Regions from separate parts of the Mus musculus genome. Here regions 2 and 3 are each linked to region 1. Evidence: chromatin contacts called from public promoter capture Hi-C data. All regions are on one chromosome and are shown on one strand. Each heading gives the region's core, a stretch centred on a gene start, on an enhancer-like site or on the middle of the called end of the contact. The rest is flanking DNA. Distances are from core to core; before and after follow the strand shown.

The links. Promoter capture Hi-C pulls out the DNA fragments that hold promoters and counts their contacts.
Region 2: a contact with region 1 is called in a promoter capture Hi-C map of pre-B cells. The contact joins the promoter of 2410004B18Rik here to the promoter of Zranb2 in region 1. A contact is called at or near these places in 1 of 39 promoter capture datasets (pre-B cells) and 1 of 484 Hi-C or Micro-C datasets (CD4 T cells).
Region 3: a promoter capture Hi-C map of pre-B cells shows a contact between it and region 1. The contact joins the promoter of Odf2l here to the promoter of Zranb2 in region 1. A contact is called at or near these places in 3 of 39 promoter capture datasets (the C10 cell line, cranial neural crest and pre-B cells) and 1 of 484 Hi-C or Micro-C datasets (pre-B cells).

Annotation. Positions count from the first base shown.
Region 1 is chr3:157,532,899-157,535,731 of GRCm38.p6, reverse strand. Zranb2 (zinc finger, RAN-binding domain containing 2) reads right to left here and starts at 1,567. Exons shown (of 10, transcript NM_017381.3): 1 at 1,258-1,567. The coding sequence starts at 1,313. It overlaps 4930592C13Rik (RIKEN cDNA 4930592C13 gene), which reads left to right and starts at 1,642. Exons shown (of 2, transcript NR_152231.1): 1 at 1,642-1,722.
Region 2 is chr3:145,936,710-145,939,409 of GRCm38.p6, reverse strand. 2410004B18Rik (RIKEN cDNA 2410004B18 gene) reads right to left here and starts at 1,396. Exons shown (of 3, transcript NM_025555.5): 1 at 1,082-1,396; 2 at 314-512. The coding sequence starts at 1,351.
Region 3 is chr3:145,117,123-145,120,043 of GRCm38.p6, reverse strand. It overlaps Odf2l (outer dense fiber of sperm tails 2-like), which reads right to left and starts at 1,455. Exons shown (of 17, transcript NM_001162538.1): 1 at 1,262-1,455. Gm40163 (a long non-coding RNA gene) reads left to right here and starts at 1,631. Exons shown (of 2, transcript XR_867692.2): 1 at 1,631-1,701.

The sequences.
Region 1 (2,833 bases), core at 318-2,817:
AAGACTGATATATTAACTAAAGACAGAATTAAATTGTAAAGAAATTTGAGTATTATAGTATTTATCAAATCTAAAACTAAAGAACAGAAAACAAAACCACAACCAACAGAAAAAAGTGTAACCTTATGACATTAACTAGTTAAGTTTTCACACACTTGCACTACTTTAGTATTTGTTAAAGCAGTTAGATACTCCAATTTAAAGCTTAAATAAGTAACGACAAAGAATCCACCACCCTATTAAAAAACAATGAATGAGATAAAATAGTGAAAGGAAGTGTAACACTAAACTGAATGGCTCCAGACAACTTTAAGGTCCCTTTTTCTGTTAAAAAAAAATACACACGTTCCAAGTAAAACTGAAAATATATTCTGAAAACTGTCTCCTTGATTTACATATTCAGTACAAATAACATTTAGTTTCTGCCGAGTTTAGGTGTACAGGACTTTGAATGAAGGGTCCTCCCAAAATATACATGGGTGCTTTCAGTAAGAACACAAGAGCACAGTTTTCTACGAGTCACACAGAAGGCAGAGAGGCTGGTGTCTTAATCTCTGAAGGGTTCCAAAGTGTCACACAGTTCCTGCAGTGACAGTCCAAGAGGATCTCGGTTCTAGTCTGCTGACTTGGTATGCTTAGCCTGATATCAGTCTGATACCAACCAAGTGGATCTGAGTGACATCATTTCCTTGCTCTCCACACACTGCCCATGTTATTTCGGTGTTAACTGTAGTCGAGCAATGTATTTTCTAGCAAAGGTACTTCAGGCTAGACGCTCTGCAGTAGACAGAAGAGTAAACCCGGGTTTCCTTCAGCTCTGACTCTGGCTTTCCAAGAACACGAGCTGGTACATCACTTTTCTTTAAAAATAGGGACACCTATTCAGAACGATCTCTGTGGCCATAAGCGGAGCACACCGGCTTCCCGGCCACGTACGTGCCCAGGCCTCCTGCCTCTCGGCAGGAGGATGAGAAAAGCCAAGTCACTGGGGACGGATCGCAGGCCCGAAAGCACGGCGGCCGCAGGGAGGGAGCGAGGGACGGAGGGAGGGAGGGACAGCGAGCGGCCCCGGCAGAGCTCGGAGCAGGGCCACTGAACCGTGAGCTCAGCTCCGCGCGGGGTCACGTGCGGGCCGCCCGCGACCGCTCAAGGCCGGCAGCGACCGCCCCGCCGTCCCCACAAAGGCCGCGACCCCGTCGCCGCCCTCACAGGGACCTCCCGGCCACCCCAGGTCCCACGGTATCCCGCCACGCTCACTTCTTGTCAGGGCAGATCCAGTCCCCGTCACTGACTCGGAAATTCTTGGTCGACATCTTGGACGCCAGCAGCAGTGCCGCCCGCAGCGACGTCCCCACCGGAGCCGCGGGGGCCTCGCGCCGGGCTGTCCTCGCGCCGCCGGACCCGCCCTTCCCTGGGGTGGGGGAGAACTCACACCGCCGGACCGCGAGCCTGGAGCAGCGGTGCGGAGACGACGCCCAGGAGCCAGCAGCCCGTCCTGAGGCTCTGCTTCGCTTCGGCCTTACCGAGCTCCTGAGCAGGCGTTGTGAGGACAGCCCGGCCCGGCGGCCATCGCAGCCGAGTTCTCCGCAGGCCGAAGGACCCTAGAGAAAGGCGCTTCCGTTTCCGGGGCGGGGCTAGGGCGCAGAGGCGGAAGTGACTCGGCGCGGCTCGATAGCCCACGGGCTTGCGCGTTGCCTAGGGTTTACTGGGGCGAGCAATAAGGTGGGAGGCTCGAGTCTTTGGAGAAGATACTTTATTTTTATTTTTGGACAGAGACTGAGGATTAAACCAGGTTGCCCCGGACATTACTGTTTCATACATACCACTTGGAACCTCTGTCAGGCTTCTGTAGGCCACGTCAAAAAGATAAACTTTTTTTCCTGTGAGAACATAGGGTCTCACTTTTAGCTCCACCTGGCTTGTGTAGTTAGGCTGCTTAGTATTTGGATGGAAAAGTCATATTAATGAAGGGAGATATCTCTCCTTCTTGGGCTGTTGCTTAAAAACTTAGCTTTAAAAATATTTAATATGTGTGAGAGATAAGCCCTGTACACAGAGGAGCCACCCCAAGGTTTTAGAAATAGGAAATAGTATTGATACAATTCTGACCCCAACTCACTACCTTTCCCCAGATTTAACACTGGCCCTTTGGGTTTATTCTCGTTCTTTATAAAAGATTTAGTTCATATACTGTATGCTTATTTTTTAAAGTGAGAAATGGTACAATTTACTGTGACAGAGGGTTGCTTTTAGTTCCGCGTAGTTTCTGAGTTTGCAGTTAGTTGCATGTAGCTCACTTTTATTTCAGTCATGCATATTCACAATTCTTTCTTGTGACAGTTAAGCCCCAAACCCTGCACTTTGTCACAACGTGCATTCAAGTATTCTTTTTAAAAGATTATTTATTTTATTTATAGGAGTACACTGTAGCTGTCTTCAGACACACCAGAAGAGAGCATCCGATCCCATTACAGATGGTTGTAAGCCACCATGTGGTTGCTGAGAACTGAACTCAGGACCTCTGGAAGAGCAATCACTGCTCTTAACCACTGAGCCATCTCTCTAGCTCCCCCCTCCCCCATGCAAATATTCTTGCAAATATTCTTACAGTTAACACCCAAATCTATGTTTTGGCATTGTTGATCAACTCTCGTGAACATTTGTGCACACGGGTTCTGGCATTTATATTTCTCGCATATAGCTCTTATCCAGGAGAAAAAAAAATCATTAAACTGCTTTGGTTTTAATGTCTAACACTTTTGATACTTATATTCATCTTGATCATCTCACTTGAAAGCTCTTGGATGTATTTTATTCTGATAATTGTCCACAC
Region 2 (2,700 bases), core at 147-2,646, about 12 Mb after region 1:
TTACAAACGGAGCGGAAACGTGGGTTGCTGGCACACACCTTCAGTCCTAGCACTGAGATACTGAGGCACAGACAGGCTGGGCTGGCCTCACTCAAGAGACTGGTCTACATAATGAGTTCCGAGAACATTCAGGTTACATAGACCTTGTCTCCCCCCAAAACAAAACAAAAAACCCGAACGATCGAAAGACCGTTAGCATCCAAAGACAATTTCTGGGCAAGCCTTCCAACTCACTAGGCTGTAAACCTTGTCCGGAAGGATTTTCTTCTTTCTGAGTGCTGAAATCTTAAACAACAACACTCCTCTCTCTTACCTGATTCCACTGTCTCCTCCCCTTCAGGCAGAAGCCTGGCTTTCTTGGCGTTCTGTGGGGCATCGTCTCCATTGTCTTCATAGATATTCGACCATTTGATCGCCATGTCCAGCTCTGGCGGCGGCGGCTTCTTCTCAGTAGTGTAGGTCTCTGGGGGCGGCACGCAGTTGGACTTCCAGATCTTGAACTCCTTTGGAGGCTGTCGAGTAAGCACATTAAGAAACCCTGTGACGAACCGAGGTTCCCGCGATGGATACGAGCGCATGCACCTCCCTGCTCATCATTCTGGCTGACTTTCCTCTTTCTTTCTTTTTTAAAATCCTTTAGGCTTAAAAGACACTTTTTTTTTTCCATCAACATCACAACACTGTTAGGTGAAAAAGTCAAAGGGTTCCCTGGATAAATAAAGCTAATAACTTTTAGTTACCAAAGGAGGATGCAGTCCCAGATACTACGGCCAGGCTGACCCCTTCAGGAGGCTGCAGCAGAGACGCTGTCTTGGAGGCAGCAGCGCAGGCACTTCGGCGTCAAAGGGAAGGGGTCTCGGGGAGAAGCTGCAGCGGGGGGCGGGGAGTCACCACCGTTAGTCGTCGCCCGGCTGGGACCCCCGAGCGCGGAGGGGCGGGCCCGGGCTGACACCCCCCGGGCTCCCGGGGCCGTGGGGACGCGCGGCGCGGCGCGGGCTGAGTGCGAGCCGGGGGTGGGCGAGCGGGCGGAGGGGCAAGCGGGCGTCGGGCCCCGGGGCGGCCGCGGGGCCGGGGATCTCACCTCCTCCGGCGCTTTCACCACATGCCGCTCCCAGTCGATCTGCTTGTTGAGCGGGTTGTAGAGGAAGGCCGGGCGGGTCACGCTGCGGAACAGCTCGTCCGGGCCGGGCAGCCGCTTCTCCGCCTGCTTCCCGCGGCCGCCCGTCGTCGGAGCCGAGGCCGCCTCCTTGCGACCCGCGTCTTCCGGCTCGCTGTTCTCATCCGACGAGTCGGAGCTGCTGCTCCCGTAAGCCGCGAAGTAGCTCAACGGGTCCTTCTCTTCGGCTGCCATGACGGCCGCGGGTTCCCACCCTCTCTCGGCCGGAAGCCGGAAGCCGGAAGCCACGGCTGATCCCGCCCCCCAGGCTGGCGAGTTATCCATTTGCGCCCCCTAGCGGCGGAGCCGCGCTCCTACTCATGGGCGGAGATTGGAAGGATGCTGGAGGCGGGGATTCCACAGCCCTCAAGCAAGTTATTTATTTGTTTTTTCTTAAGGATCTCTGGGAAAAAGCAGCGGGAGCCTTAGGATACCCGGAGGGAAATCAGTGGCCACAGTCACACTCTGGGCTTGTAATTTAAAGCAGAGAAAAACCAAACATGCATACCTATAATCCTAGGCAAATTTGAGGGCCAGCGAGGTGCATGTAAGTCCTTTCTTAACAGCTAATACAGTGCAGGAGACGTTGTCTACCAAACAGTAAGAACAAGCAAGCAGGGGGTGGGGGCGCACACTTCTAACCCCAGCACTTGAGAAGATGAGACCGGAGTATTGCCACAAACTAGAGGTCAATGGTGAAATTTTACAGCCCCCCACCCCAAGTTGGTACCATTGTAAATATTTAGATCCCAGTTAAAAATGCCTGGTCAGAGGTGACATAGTCATTAATAACTTGCCATTTGGTCTGATTCTTATCTGCTAAATTCTACAGAAAAATACGAAGTCTGGTAATGGAACGGGCTAGACTGCCTTGTTCAGGTTTATATTCCTAGTATTTATTTTGGTGACCGTCCCTGGAGTACATCAAGGAATATTGCTGGGTTGTAATTTCTGAGATAATAGGTCTGAGTGTTTCTAGAAAAACTTCCTTCCGTCCAAGTACCTAGACTTGACAGAGATACAATTGTTCCCAAAGTACAAAGTCCTGGGTTACCCAAATCATCCTCAGATCTGACATCATTAGCAAATTCAGGGTCCCCTCACGCACCCTCCAGCCTGGTAATGTGACAAAATTGTAGAACCCGCTGAAAGCTGAGTAACCACGTGTATATAGCTACAGTTTACTGCAGCAAATATAGCATAAGTCCAACCAAGGGAAGATGGGCGAGGAGCGGTCCAGAGGAGTCCTCATTCAGAGCTTCCGGTTACCCTCCGGAAACATGAACCAAATCAGTGCAGCTCAGGAGGCAGAGCTCGCTGCCTGGTACTGGGTTCCAGTACCAGCACCCATATAAACTGGGCATGGTGGTGTGTATTTGTAATCTCAGCGCGTGGTGGAAATGGGGTGAATGTACAAGGCTCCGACACCCGTGGCCGTGCTTGTTTATATAATGAGTTTGGGGAAAAACCATAGGGAAGGTACATGGACAAGTGAAACCCCAGGATGTCCAGGAAACTTTAGAGTAGCATCAAGATGCTGGGCT
Region 3 (2,921 bases), core at 206-2,705, about 12 Mb after region 1:
AGAAATGCAGTGGATACACAAGGATTGCAAGTGTCACGGAAAGAAACTGAGGACTGGTACAATGAAAGGACAGAAGAGGCCACTGGTTAAAGATCCCAGGATACTGCAGATGTTAGGACCACGGATGACCATCAAGGACAGCAACAGGGGTGGTTTAGAGTCACGGTGACACACTGAGCAAGAAGTAGAATCCCTGGACTCATCTTACTTTATCCCACCTTTAAACTTAGATGCCATCTGGCCCACTCTGCGGGGCAGCTCAGCAATCTTCACGTTTTTTCCACTTTCTCCTTTTTAAAGTAATTATCCTGAATTAACCAACCTACCTTAAATTTACTTACAAGCCTGAGTTGATCAGAACTGATTTTACAGAACAACCTTGAAGACCTATCTGTTCTTTGTAGAAAGTCATTGCTGAAGCAGTCATAAATGGAGAACTACTAAACCAGAGGGTGGGGGTTGGGGGCATCAGTGGCCTGCAACGGATCGTTTCTATACTCATCCTGACTCCCATTTGTCTGTATGGAGTTAACAAAAGTGACGAATAAATGAGGCTATCTGCTCAGATCTTGAGACGCTCGAAAAGCAAAGACTAAAACTATTAATATACACCAGTTGTAGAATTAGCAGAAAACAGCAATAATAATACTTTGCTATTAAAAATTACAAATATGGCCGGTCTCACCATTAATCAAAGGTATGAAGTAAAGCTTACAAACAGGCACGATTTCTACAGTTTGATCCTTTACCTAAACCAGAGGCACTCGTACCCTCAAACATTTGACACCCTTGTAAGCCATGGCGTGACAGAGAAACTTGGTCTTTAGGGTCACCAATAGCAGCCACCGTTAGGTTAAGGTTACTCAACTGACATATTCAGTGCCAGAGACAGGGGACATGACTCGGGGTACGTCAAGAACTGGACTGGCATCGGGTGAGCTCAAGATTAGGAAAACACTATGTCGGAAACACCCCCAAACCCGGACCCTCGCTCTGCAGGGACCCTATCCCCCGCTAACTTCTCCCCGGCGCCCCGAGACCACACCGCGGGAAGCAGGGGCACAATGTCCGCTTTCCTCTGGGTGACAGTGAGGACCTGAGCACCAAACACATACTGTTCAGGAGGGGTGGGCACCACGGGTTTCACTTCCGGGTGCCTAGGGTCACGCGCGGCCCGCCCTCAGAGCCCACCCCAGACTCGCGCCCGCCCGCCCGTCCGCCCGTCGCCCTGACGTCATCCCCCGCCGCCGCCACTACCTACAATGGCCGGAGGCCTCTCTGAGGCCTGCCCGGCCCTGGGTCACTGCAGCAGGCGGAGAGTGCAGAGAGAGTAGGAGGCCAGAGGGAAGGGCAGGGAGCGCGGGGAGAGAAGCTGACGAGTCACCAGAACAGGCAGCGGCGGCCTGAGCGCGTCCACCTTGGAGCTCAACGTTGCTAGTAACCGGCCTGCGGTTTCTGTGGAAACGGACGCCCCGCCCTCATCGGCCCGCTCCGACGCAGCTAATTGGTCGGGAGCTCTAGAGCGCGAGCGCCGTTCCTGCTGTGATTGGAGGGAGTGAGGGGGCGTGGCCGGCGGGGGGTTGTCTCTGCTCTGGTTTCTCTAGTGAGATTTTTCAAAAGCTTTAGCTTTGAGAAAAGGCGTAGCTTTTGTGCGTCGCTGACCGAAAATCTCAACCGCTCTCATCCTAGCAGGGAAGGAAGGTCCGTTCCGAGTCTCTTGACACTGGATCGAAAAATGACTTCCCTGCTTTTGCCCTTTTTTGTAGCTAGGATTTGAAAAAACCCAAGACAGAAAAACCTTTCCAGTGTATGGCATTATCCCCCACAGGAGTTTTTCTTCTTTAAAAACATAGTCAGCAGGTTCTCCAAAATGTCGTTCAAGTCCTCCTAAGTCCTTAGATAAAGCTGCTGTGCTTTCTAAACTGCTGAACCGGCCAAATGAGATCTTGGTAGGACCTAGTAGTGGTTTTTTGTTTGTTTATTTTGTTTTGTTTTGTTTTCCTTATGAGATTTTGGGAGTTTTGTCATTGTTCTTGGAATGTTTTCATGCACCTCCCAGGTGTAGTAGATAGGAGTGAGTTTACGTCCGAGTTTTTGTACAACTGGCTATTATCCATTTATTTGCCTCTATGGGAAACAAACAAACAAACATGTTTTTGCCGCGTGCACCTTGTCCTTCTTATATACTCAAGTGACCTTTCTTAGCACTCAGGGTATACACTGTCTGATGCTCTGAATAAAGTTGGCTATTGCATGCGGCGTTAGTCTGCCTCGTTCCTCCGCTCCACTCCCTCAGGTTCCACCACAGGAAGAGATATAAAAATGAACAGCATATCGAAGCAGCGCATACTTCTAGTAGATAGAGTAAAATGGTAGCTATGGGAAATGTCAGCTAGGAGCTGAACTGTCGGCCCTTCAGTATGGCTAGTACAAGCTCTTCAGAGCCAGATGCTGTGCTTCTTAGGGAGTTTCCATAGGGAGCTGTTCGCCTAGGTGAGGAAAATGAAAATACATGTTTATGAAATATTCTATAAGAAAGTCATAAATAGCAAGTTTGTTTATAATAGCTAAAAATGGCAAGTAGATTGAATGTTTACCAGCAGGAAAATTGATTACATATTCAATACAATGGAATGATATTCCACAGTCAAAAACAACAAGCCACTTCAATATGCACCTTCTGCATAAGTAGCTTGAAGCTCTTCTCTCTGTTGCCTGGGACATTCAATATGGACATGCTGGGTACATGAGCAGCCATGGATAGACTGGTAATAGACGTCTTAATTCAGCCTTGTATAAGAAAGTAGCGTAGGCTGAGTTGTTTAAAGAACAGAAACATATTTATCACATTTCTAGAATCTCAGAAGACCCAACTCAAGAATCAACCAATCTGGCTGCTAGTGAGTTGTCTGTTCCTAATG